Regions from separate parts of the Mus musculus genome. Here all the other regions are linked to region 1. A link is a contact called in public Micro-C and promoter capture Hi-C data. All regions are on one chromosome and are shown on one strand. The core of a region is the stretch at or near the end of the contact, and the rest is flanking DNA. Distances in the headings are between cores, read along the strand shown.

Region 1 (3,978 bases), core at 372-2,871:
CAGCAGTTAAGAGAGCTTACTGCTCTTGCAGAGGGCCCAGGTACTGTTCCCAGCACCCACATTGGGCCACTCATAACCATCTATAACTCTAGGTTCCAGAGGGATGCAGCACATCTGGGCTCTGTGGGCATCTGCACTCTCATGCACAATCCCCCACACACACATAGACACACAATTTACAATAATAAAAATAAATCTAAAATGTAAGACATGCTATTTCAAACTGGCATAATGGTCTTTAATCCCAGAAGCACCCGGTTCCCTGCAGGTAGCAGAAAAGGGACTGCCACAATTTGCCAGCTGTCTGTTAAAAACTGAATATCCTGTAGCTTAGACTTATACTCATTAAGAATTTATCCCATATATGTTCACATTTATACAGTTAAGGATAATGACATCAACATTTCAAAAAAAAAAAAAAGTTGGAAGTTACCTATGTGTCCGTGGATATGAACCAATCCAACGCTTATTCAGGGTCTCCCTGTGCCATGGAGAACCAGTCAGCCTTAGAAAATAGCCTAAGAAAATAGCCTTAGAAAATAGGTCTTTGTCTTCAGACATGATGCAATCTCTCAGCTAGTTTTAGTGAAAAAAAAAATATTTCTAGAACAGTTTGAATGTTTGTATAGACAAAAACATTTTCCCCAAAACTACTCAAGAAATGTCAACATGGCTACCTCAAGAAAAAAAAGTGAAGGCAAGAGAAACCTTTAATTTTCAGAATGTACTCTCAACTTGGCATGATGACATACCAAGGATATCATCTCTCAGGACTTAGGAGGCAGAGACAGAGGCTGATGGATCTCTCTAAGTACAGGGTCATCCTGGTCTACACAGTGAGTTCCAGGTCATCCAGAGCTGCATGTGAGGCCCTGTCTCAAAAAAGAAAGGAATATTCTTGTATACTAGTTGATCCCGCCCACCTCCATCATCAAATTTTTCATTATGACGATTTTTATATAATTTTTTCAAAGCACAGTAAAATGTTAAAACGGAAGCAAACACAAACACACCTAAATAAAGGCAATCTTTAAGGAACTGCTTATCTCAGACATCCCCACCCCCACACCCCCAGTGCTTTCACATCTGGCTTTTTCAGGACTCAGGTCCTCATGCAACTCAATCCTGCTTGTAACTTAAGTGCTGTTATCCATTTCAGGGCTACTAAGTGTTCCCGGGACTTCATGTTATTTTGTTATTTCTCTCCTTAGCAAGCTCACAGGTGAAAAAAAAAAACAAACTGGTATTAGGTGGGAACAAACGTTTTAAGTGGGAAACGGCAGGTTCGAACCAGTAATTCTACGGACTGGAGGGCAAAGCGCATCCCGGGTGCTCACACGGAGCTCAGCCCCTGCGGGGCGCACCCGTGGCCCAACGCACACGAGGCTCCACGCTCTGGGGACTCGCGCGCACGCAGCGGCGCGAGCCCGGCGGCGGCAGCAACGTCACAGGCCGAGCTTTCCTTTTCGGGAGTCCCCGGCATACATCCTGTGTCCATGTTTGGTCATTTACGTCACGGCGCCAGGGCCGGGGCCTCCCGAAATGGCAGTGGCCCGGGGAGTCGGAAGCCCGGAGCCAGCGCCGCCGCAGCTATATAAGTGGGGGGACTGTAGGTTGGGGGAGCCCTGTTGCACTTTGGAGAAGCCAGGAGCCGCCACCCGAGGCAGGTGCCGGTGAGCCAGGGCGCCGCGGCCCCCCAACCCTCGTGCCCCAGCCAAGCGCCCGGAGCCTGGAACTGGGGCGCCCGGATTCCCTGCCAGCCGCGCGCGCCCCAGTCCAGCGAGGCCCCGGGCGCCCCGCCGCCACCGCGCCATGCTCCACCTGAGCGACTTCTCCGGCTCCGACGCGCTTCTCTCCAAGCCCACCGAAGGCTGCGCCCACGCCAGCCCCGAGCTGCCCCGGCTGCCTGCTAGGGACGCTCCCTCGGCCGCCGCGTATCCTGGAGGTAAGGAGCGGGTCTGGGAGCTCGAAGACTCTGAACGCGATGAAGGGTGATAGGAGAGGCGCGCGGGGTGGGGGGTGGGGGTCCCCAAGCGCGCAGTACCATTCCCACCCCCACCAAGGCCACAGGCGCCTGTGCGGGAGCCTTGGGTGTGCGCGCCCTGGGGCGTCCGTGGGGGTCCCTCTGCTGCAGGATCGGAAGTGCACGAGGCGCTCTGCGGGTGCCTTGCGCCAGGAGGACTCGGGTGGAGGGGGTCGCAGCTGTAGGCTCCGAGGCACGCCCTTTGAGGTGTGCGGGGCTGATGCGTGGTCCCTCCTTTGGCAGGCGACTTCTTGAGCTGGGCTTTGAGCAGCTGCGGCGCCGGGGGGGACTTAACAGACTCCTGCTTCCTGGAGGGCCCTGCACCCACGCCCCCTTCGGGCCTCAGCTACAGCGGCAGCTTCTTCATCCAGGCGGTTCCCGAACACCCGCACGACCCGGAGGCCCTCTTCAACCTCATGTCTGGCATCTTGGGCCTGGCACCCTTCCCCGGTCCCGAGGCGGCAGCGTCTCGGTCCCCCCTGGATGTCCCTTTCCCCGCGGGCCCCGATGCCTTGCTGCCGGACCTCTACTCCCCAGATCTGAGTTCGGCCGCCTTTCCGGAGGCGTTTTGGGAGGCAGCGCCTTCGGCGGGCGCTCCCTCGCAGTGCCTGTTCGAGCCCCAGCTCTCCCCGCCCGACGTCAAGCCAGGGCTGCGGGCGCCTCCCGCTTCGCCAGCGCTGGACGCTGCTGCTTCAGCCTTCAAAGGGCCCTATGCCCCCTGGGAGCTGCTGTCGGCCGGGGTCCCGGGGAACTGTGGGTCGCAGGGGAGCTTCCAGACCACCCCGGAGGCCCGCTTCTCTGCAGTAGGGACCAAGGTCGAGGACCTGCTGTCCATCAGCTGCCCCGCCGAGCTGCCCGGCCCGGCCGCCAGACTCTACCAGGCAGGGGCCTACGACACCTTCTCGTTGGCCCCAGGTGACTTAGGGGAGGGGACCGAGGGCCTCCCGGCGCTGCTGACCCCTCCCGGCGGGGAGGGAGGGAGCGGCGGCGAAGGCGGAGAGTTCCTGGCCGCCCCTCCGGCGCAGCTGTCCCCTCTAGGCCTGCGCGGTGCCGCCACGGCGGACTTCTCCAAACCCCTGGTGGCCGATCTCCCGGGGGGCAGCGGCGTGGCCGCGCCCTCATCCCCCGCCGCATCCTTCCCCGCGGCCAAAGCCCGACGCAAGGGACGCCGGGGCGGCAAGTGCAGCGCGCGCTGCTTCTGCCCGCGGCCGCACGTCAAGGCCTTCGCCTGCCCGGTGGAGAGCTGCGTGCGGAGCTTCGCGCGCTCCGACGAGCTCAACCGCCACCTGCGCATCCACACGGGCCACAAGCCCTTCCAGTGCCGCATCTGCCTGCGCAACTTCAGCCGCAGCGACCACCTCACCACGCACGTGCGCACCCACACGGGCGAGAAGCCCTTCGCCTGCGACGTGTGTGGCCGCCGCTTCGCGCGCAGTGACGAGAAGAAACGGCACAGCAAGGTGCACCTAAAGCAGAAGGCGCGCGCGGAGGAGCGCCTCAAGGGCCTGGGCTTCTACTCGCTGGGCCTCTCCTTCGCCGCGCTGTAACCGGAGCTGGCCCCGTAGGTCGGGGGCGCCGGGTGCTCGGCGCACGCGGCACGGTCCGGCCGGTCCCTCGTTCCCCGCTGCCCTCCCTGCCTCTTCCACGCACGTCCGGGGCCACCCGCAGTCCAGCTCCAGTTTCCCCCGAAGCGCCCGCCGCTCACGCCCTTCAGCACGGGTTCCGCGGACAGCGCCCGCTGTTCGGGAGCCGCCTTCCTCCAGCCAGCCTCTCTGGGGACAGTCCTCTCGGTCCACCCACAGAACAGGCACTTCCTTGGGACTGAAGAAAGTGTTTTTGTAACTGGCGTACGCCCCACGCCTTCCTCTTTATCCCTCCCCAGAGACAAGCTGGGGATGTACCGAGCCGGTCTCTTAAGAACTTTGTACAGCAAGTCTTTGGATGTGATGTTTTTG
Region 2 (3,978 bases), core at 629-3,128, 450 kb before region 1:
ACGGGTCCTGAGATTGTGTAGGAACTTCAGACTTGGGCTCCTCTTTTATTTCAGGGTTATTTTTGGTGCTTGCTAAAATATAAAGCCATGATGTCCACAGCTATTGTGACACCTGGCAAAGCGATATCAGTAAAACTGGCTGTGGATGGAAAGGTGAGCTGACAGCATTTTTGACAAATAGAATGAATTGCTTTTTTAAAAGTGTATTTCATCCCAGTAATTTCTTGTCTAGGTATTCAGATGCAGTATACACCTATAGGAATGTTCACACCACAGTGTTTTCTGTAATAGTAGATCAGAAACACAAACCAAACCAAACAAAAACTCCAATCAGGTTAAGGTGGCCCATACCCTTAATTCTAGAGCTGAAAAAGGAGCAGGCCGATCTCTGTGATTTCAAGGGTAGGTTACTCTACAAAGCAAGTTCCAGATCACAGAGCATTACATAATGAGAACTTACCTTAAAACAAAAAAACTCCAAACAGGTAGAGGAATTTCAATATTGGAATGGTTTAAAAAAAAAAAAAAAGTTGGGGGGGGGGTTGGAGAGAAGGCTCAGCAGTTAAGAGCATCGACTGCTCTTCTGAAGGTTGTGAGTTCAAATCCCAGCAATTTCATTTCTACATGGTGGCTCACAACCATCTGTAATAAGATCGGATACCCTCTTCTGGTGTGTCTGAAGACAGCTACAGTGTACTTACATATAATAAATAAATAAATCTTAAAAAAAAAAGTTGGACCGGGCCATGGTGGTGCATGCCTTTAATCCCAGCACTTGGGAGGCAGAGGCAGGCAGATTTCTGAGTCCGAGGCCAGCCTGGTCTACAGAGTGAGTTCCAGGACATTCAGGGCTACACGGAGAAACCCTGTCTCGAAAAAGAAAAAAAAAAGTTGGTATTTTTAATTATGTTGGTTATAATAAGTGTCCTGTGTCATTCAAAATTAGGAAGAATATGTATGTTTCCCTGCCTGTGACACTATACACACATATATGGATGGAGAAATATGTTAAATATATCAAATAAGGAGAAATATGTTGTATAAAACTTTTGATTTATTTCTTTTTGGCGGAAAAAAAAGATACACCCGTGTGAAAGCAAATATCATGTATATACAAAATGTAAACAATTGACAACGTTCACGAAGAATGCAGGGATCAGAGGGTTGGGGCTGGATTGTCTGTTCCTCATTTGGAGCAGTTCGGGTGGCGCTATGAGACCCCAACTTAGAGCGTTTCTCCCTGGAAGGTAAAGCCCCTGGATGTTCCCCAAGCTTGTTTTCCCTGATCTTTAAAAATACAGCTAGAAAGAAGCTCTTTGTTCTCTATAGCCAGCAAAAAGCCTTTTTGTTTCTATACTGTACAACCAGAGATGCCTGCCTTCCTGTGCCGAGGACACGGAGATAAAAATTCAGAAAGAACTCACTCCCCACTCCTGCCTTGTAAATTTCACCAAGGACGCCCAGAAGAGCTCTTCCCAACTCCTCCCACTTCTCCTCCCAACTCCTCCCAACTCTCCTCCCAACTCCTCCTACCTCCTCAGCTAGCTGTTAAAAGTCCCCTAATGTCACCGCTCGGGGTTGAACTCCTCTGCCCTGCACGACAGAGGGACTTCTCCTCAGCTAGCTGATAATAAAACCTCTTGCAGTTTGCATCAGGTGCATCTTTTCTCTCGAGATGTTGGGGTGTTGGCCAGTTCATCCCAGGACTTGAGCAGAGGCCCAGCATCGGGGGTCTTACAGCGCTAGCAATTATTCACATAGCTACAAAACCGGCCTCCAGCTAAGTGCAGCACAGTCGAAACCGAAGGCAGGCTGACAAACCCTACTTTCAGTGCGACGTGTGTCGTCAGCACGGCGGGGCAAGGCGCATGCGCCCTAGCGAGACGTCGACGCGTCGCGTTCCTTTGCGGGCGCCTCTGGATCCCGCGGCCTCTTCTGGCCTCCCTGAAGTCGCCACTTTGGCCGCTCTGGCACGCCTGGCGTTGGGTGGGCGGCATCTCTGCGCCCACATGAACCAGCATTATGGCCGACATGGTCGTGGACGGGGCCGGGACTTTGCTGCCTGTGCCCCACCCAAGAAGAAGGGCAGAAACCACATCCCCGAAAGGTAAGCGCTTTGGTTCCGGGCTTGGCGTTCCGGCTGCCTCGGTGGCCTCGAGTCTCCGAGTGTTCCCTGGCCTCGCGCCCCGCCGCCTCCCAGGGTCCTCCGCGCCGAACCCCACCACACCTCCCCACCCCGCATTCTGGGGTCTTGGGTCTGTCCCGACAGGACTCTGTGGAGCTCGGGCCTGGGCGGAAGTGCGCGGTGGGGCGCGGCTGCCTGTATTGAGGCGTCCCTTGATCTCCGAAGCCACAGGCTTCTGCTTGTGTAGGCGCTGTGCCAGGATCCGGCCCGAGCTGTCGACACCCTTCACTCGGTACCGGCTCGAGGGGTTCTCTTGCTTTCAGGATTCGGAAAGCGGAGGTGTCCTTTGAGGGAGTTAACCCTGCCTGGGCCAAGGGCTAGTTTTAGGATTTTGCTCACTGGTGCAATGAACCCTTTACTTGCGGCTGTTTGCTTCCCCTCTCCGATTTCATCTCCACAAAAAACGTGGCTAGACCGGCCTCTCCCCTTCCTAGAATTCATCAAATCCTTTTTTTTTTTTTTTAATCTCCACAAATAAACAATACCTAAAACTCAGGATCGACAGAATGCTCTGCCCCGACTTCCCGGACTTCAGTAAGCACTTCTTTTTTATGTCTACAAATGAGCACTATCTAAAATTCAGGATGGACGTGATGGCCTCTCTCCCTTCCCAGAGTGGATATCTTTAGATCCTGTCAGCTAACCTCCAACATCATCCCAGTGTAGAACTTGCCTGACAGCTTGCAGAAGACAGCTGTCTGTCCACTGGACAATCCATTTTTAACATACCTTCTATAGTTAACTATTTAACTATTAATTACTAAGTAAAGTATAAGTAAGTTATAAATAAATTGTTTATTGATATTTTAATGTAGCTTATTTCATTATTAAATTATCTATTGGATATAAAATTGTTAACTAAAAATTAAAAATAATTTTAGCTATTGCTTATTTGTGGAGATAAAGCAAGATAAATATCAAGTAGTAATTGTGAGACAGCTCATAGATGTAAGATAAAGCTTGACTTTAAGAATAAAAACCTTCGGGGCAGTTCCAGGACAGCCAGGGCTACACAGAGAAACCCTGTCTTGAAAAATAAAAACAAAAAAAAAGAATAAGAAGCCAACTTCTTGTCATGGTCTGTCACACTAGGTTCCATTGCTCTGGGGCCCACTATGTCTCCAGTCTGTCACCACTCTGTGCTCACTCTCTACTCCAGGGATGTGAATGAACCGGACTTATTTGTAATTCATGGCCATAGACCAACTCAGCTGTGACTCTCCACACTGACTTCTGATTGAACTGAATTTCGGGTTGTAAGAACTGGGAGATTTCTACATATTGAGTTGATTCACTGGTGTGGAAACTAAAAACAATATGCAGTGAAAGTATTGAATTTGAGGTCTGTCAGCCAGTGTGTAGGCATTCATTACTCCTTGCTGGTTAATAGTTTTAGTTACCATAAAAAGTATGAGTTTCATGATGATATTTTCTATATGTATGGCATTCTACTTTGCCCATGTTCACCCACACACATACACCTTCCCCTTTCTCCTGCCCACATTTTGCTAGTTTCTTTCCTCCCCCTAAATAATTCACCACAGTTTTCATGTCTCAAATATGTGTGTGTGTATATATATATATATATATATATATATATATATATATGTATGTATGTATATATTATATATATGTATATTATATGTATGTACATTATATATTTAAAACTAGATTCCACACAGGAGGGGAAATATACACTATTTGTCTTTCCTTTTCTGCCTCTTGTTGCCCCTCCCTCCCTTAGCCCCCTTCCCACTCCGTCATAACCCCCCTTCTATTTTCATGTCTAATAT
Region 3 (3,978 bases), core at 611-3,110, 420 kb before region 1:
TCGATCAGCTCAGCTGCCTTGGAGTCACCCTCAGCAGAGATGATGGCCGCCTTCTGCTGCTACAAATCTGGCTCTCTCAGCGTCCTGCTGAGCCACCTGTTTGGCTTCTACTGCCTCTGTGAACTCCTTCTCAAAGATCAGATGTGTCAGGGACACGTCATCCAGGATGAGCCCAAATGTTGCTGCTTGCTCTGTGAGGTCATCGCTCACTTGCCTGGAGATAGCTCTCGCTGGGTAATCAATTCTCCAGCATCAAATCAAGCCACCACTGACATGAGGATCTCCGTGGTGATAAGACAGCAGCACCTGCTCATCATAGTCCTGGCTGATGTTGGTGTAGATACGAGGAAGCTGGCTGGCCACCGGAAGAGGATGAGCAGTGTGACGTTGACGTTGTGCAGATCTTTGCTACTAGTGATGGTACGTTCCGTGGTCGAGAGCAGCTGTCAAAGAAAATTGGCTTCTGTACCCAAGGGATGAGAAAGTGAGTCCCTTCCCCTACCACAATGTCCTGTACTCCATGAAATTGGTCAAAGATGACAGCTCTGTGTCCAGCATCCACATTCTATAAAGCAGAGTTCACGCCTCCTGTAACTGCTAGCACCAAGCTGACCTTTCCATGGACCGAAACACGAGCAGCTCCTTCTGTTGCTTCCACTCACACCTGGCTTTCACTCTGACCTCCACAGGAACCCTCACTTCAAAACTCTAAAGCAGTAAACTTTTGTGAAGTGCTTTTATCATTTTACACAGAGAACTTCAATATATGAAGCTGAGTCCTTTGACACTAGTTTTACATTTCTTCTGTTAAGATAAATCTATTTGTGTAGAATGTCTTTTCTTGAATTTTTACTTCATCCATGACTAAGGTTGAGTCTCTTTTCATATGACTTGTTTTTTTTTTCCTATGACATGTTTTATTTTGTTTTTTGTTAAGTGCTTATAATGCATTTTTAACTAGGTTTTCTTCATTACTTTTTCTGGATGTCAGTCCATATAGATGCATACTGTATAGATGTACAGATGGTTAGACTGTACCACCGTGCCAGGCTCATGTCATAATGAATGTAAAAATTAAAAGCAAAATGAGGTTGTAGTTCAGTGGTAGAGTGTTTACCTACTAGCATAAAATTCAGGGTTCCACTCACGGTTTGTAAGCCTGCAAGCCAGTTTTCTCAGAATTCTAAAACTGTTGCCCGAAGTGCTGCTCTCCCTTGCCGACCTCCTCCAGTCACTGATTCAGACAGCCCTTTCTGGTGTACTTTCTCCACTGTCCTAATTAGGAGAGCAACACTGGCAGCCTGGCGTTCCCACTTTTCCCGTTGTCTTTACTGCACGCATCACCAGACACCTTCCATGCCATGCAAACAAAATACTGATAAAAGACAAACGCCAGCCAAGGAAAATAGAAAACAAGTTATGGCACGTTTCGTCTGCCTGGGAGGCTCAAGGATCACACACGACCTTCCTAACCCACTCTAGATATAAAGATCAACTTTGTTAGGTAAGTCCCGGATGCAAGTCACTGAGGGAGGCTCTGGGTTCCAGGGGTGCTTCCAGTGACTGATGGGAGCAAAGTGAAAACTGATCGTGGGTTCTCCAGTAATGGAAAAAGTGTGCTCACTTTGCTTAGGTTAATACTCTTCTTATCACAGTAAGAAAGTGATTAACATCTACCATAAACCATCAGTAGACTTTACAACCTGACTTCAACTTCCAGTCTCCACCCAAGGATCCCTCCCGCAGGAAGGTTCTAACTAGACTTTGCTGGCACATTCTGCCCTCCCAGGGAGGAGTCAGCGGAAGGAAGCACTCTCCCGATGTTGACCTCCACTTGGGCAGAGACAGCGCTTCTGGACGTGGAGGGGTTTGCTTCCGGGGAACGATCATCTAAGCCGTGCGGCAAAATGAAAGTGGGTTCCGCCCAGCCGGAGCCCCACCTCTTTCCCTGCGGACAGTTTTGCGGGCGAAGTACGCGTGCCTTTGCCCGTGTTTGTCGCGAGCCCCGGTGGAGAGCGACATGGTCTCAGGAGCGCGGCTCCGGACGGAAGGCCGCTCGGCTGCGCGCGCCGGGGCGCCCCCTGCAGGCGATGCCCGAGGCTGAGGCTGGAGGAGCCGCGTGCGGACCGCACAGCCACAGCCAGGCCCAGCGCTGGGAGGGAGGCGTGGCGGAGAGCGGAGTCGCCTCCACCCCAGGCTTTACCGGGGCCAGCGAGCGGCCTTGGCAGGAGGGACCCAGGCAGGAAGCCCTGAGGGTAGTAGGGACGCCCTGTTGGAAAGCCTGACCAGCCTAAGCCGAGGGCAGGCCATGCCATCCGGGTTGGAGAGGAGTCAGGCAGGGTCCAGACTCTACATGCTGGTCCCAGTGACATAAAGTTAGTGCTTTAGCTTCAGCCTGACTTCCTCCTGAAGGACCCTGTGACCACTGCGATAGGCTAGAATTGTATATTGGTGGCCTGATATTGTGTATCAGGAAACTATTTACAAATAGACCCTGCCCCTTTTGTGTTAAAAAATCTTAGGCAATTCCAGCAAGTCAGAAATGAACATTTGACTTTGGTATTTGTTCTCTTCAATATTTTTTCTTTGTGTACAGGTTTTTAAAAATACTATAGTTGGGGCTGGAGAGATGGCTCAGCAGTTAAGAGCACTGGCTGCTCTTCCAGAGGCCCCAGGTTCAGTTCCCAGCACCCACACGGCAGCTCACAGCTGTCTCTAACTCCAGTTCCAGGGGATCTGGTTCTCTCCTACATGCAGGCTAAACTCCAATTCATATAAAAATAAATACATCTTTTTAAAAAAAATACTATAGTTAGTGCTCCATGGCTGTAGTCCCAAGTATTTAGGAGGGAGAAACAAGAGGTGTGTTGAGTTACAGGCCAGCCTGAGCTACGTGATAAAACCTTCACAAAATCCAAAGAATTACAACAATAAAATAGTCGACAATTTTGGATCACCTTTCAGTGACCAAAAGCTTTCTTTTTTGCTTAATAAGTTCTCTCTGTCTTGCTTAAATGAGAGAAAAATTCCACGGTTTTGCTGTGCTTTTGTGGTTCACACATTTTGCATTCATGTGATTTAATTTGAAGCCTTTGCAGTTTCCATTGCTATCAGCATTACAGGTCTGGTCTGGGGGGATAGGAAGGCAGTCTGGGGATTGAATCTGGGGCTTTGTGTAAGTACACATCTGCAGAGCCAACGTTGGGTGAGCCTACATCAGTGGCTCTCAACTTGTGGGCTGTGACCCCCTCTAGTGTTGAAAGATCCTTTCAGAGGGCCCACCTAAGACTATGAGAAAACACATATTTACATTTCAATTCATAACAATAGGAAAATTACAGTCATGGAGTGGTACTACCATAATTTTATGGTTGGGGGTCACCACAGCGTGAGGAACTGTATTAAAGGGTCACAGCATTAGGAAGGTTGAAAACCCGTGGATTAGATGCTGGGCTGCAGGCTGGTCCCTATCTATGAAGCTGTATCCCTAGCTGTATGGTGCTGACTCCTTGTCATTTCTGCCCTAAACGCACCTCAAGGTGATATAGATTTCACTATCTGGGCTGTGTCATAATGGACAGGTCACATGAATCTTAGGCGCACTGTTAGTGCTGATAGTCGATACTGAAAAAAAGTTCCTCTTGCAAACAATAAACCTACTAGGCCCACAGTGTTTTGGACAGAGAAGCCCTCGAGTAATTGAGAATCGTGTTTGTCTTTATGTCTAACTTAGCTATATGACAGGGTTCCTCCTGGGAGCCAGTACTGACTGTTCATTTCCAGGCCACCTTGTTGGCCGGGGACTTTTTTAACGTGCAGCCTGCACACCTCAGGACCTTTGCTTTGCCAGGGCCATCCACGCGCCTCTATCACACCTGGCACTCAGCTTCCCAGCTAAAGGCACTCATGGCTTCCCTCACGTGCATCTGGAACGGGATGTCTGCACTACTGGACTGTGTGCAGGTCCTGTATAACCAG

What was found. Promoter capture Hi-C pulls out the DNA fragments that hold promoters and counts their contacts. Hi-C and Micro-C count contacts between places; a contact is called where the count stands out from the background.
Region 2: a promoter capture Hi-C map of hippocampal neurons shows a contact between it and region 1, with 4 times the contacts expected there. The contact joins the promoter of Dusp11 here to the promoter of Egr4 in region 1. A contact is called at or near these places in 13 of 39 promoter capture datasets (the 3T3-L1 cell line, 3T3-L1-derived adipocytes, the HPC-7 cell line and 8 more), 1 of 484 Hi-C or Micro-C datasets (embryonic stem cells), 10 of 115 datasets of contacts at active chromatin or transcription factors (the NIH/3T3 cell line, embryonic forebrain, embryonic limb bud and 4 more) and 1 of 9 other capture datasets (pancreatic islet).
Region 3: a contact with region 1 is called in a Micro-C map of embryonic stem cells, with 3 times the contacts expected there. The contact joins the enhancer-like site here to the promoter of Egr4 in region 1. A contact is called at or near these places in 2 of 39 promoter capture datasets (frontonasal cranial neural crest and maxillary cranial neural crest), 1 of 484 Hi-C or Micro-C datasets (embryonic stem cells), 2 of 115 datasets of contacts at active chromatin or transcription factors (embryonic forebrain and forebrain) and 1 of 9 other capture datasets (adipose tissue).

Annotation. Positions count from the first base shown.
Region 1 is chr6:85,511,232-85,515,209 of GRCm38.p6, reverse strand. It overlaps Egr4 (early growth response 4), which reads left to right and starts at 1,621. Exons shown (of 2, transcript NM_020596.3): 1 at 1,621-1,945; 2 at 2,267-3,978. The coding sequence starts at 1,813. The coding sequence ends at 3,570.
Region 2 is chr6:85,959,567-85,963,544 of GRCm38.p6, reverse strand. It overlaps Dusp11 (dual specificity phosphatase 11 (RNA/RNP complex 1-interacting)), which reads left to right and starts at 1,878. Exons shown (of 9, transcript NM_028099.4): 1 at 1,878-2,107. The coding sequence starts at 2,010.
Region 3 is chr6:85,935,098-85,939,075 of GRCm38.p6, reverse strand. It overlaps the pseudogene Gm7542. Among named protein-coding and RNA genes, the nearest start is that of Tprkb, 21 kb to the right of the region's middle. Within about 2 kb of position 1,860, at least 366 of the 459 cell types and tissues checked have an H3K27ac peak or open chromatin away from gene starts, as enhancers often do. A contact at or near this core is called in adipose tissue, embryonic stem cells and forebrain, where this site is marked.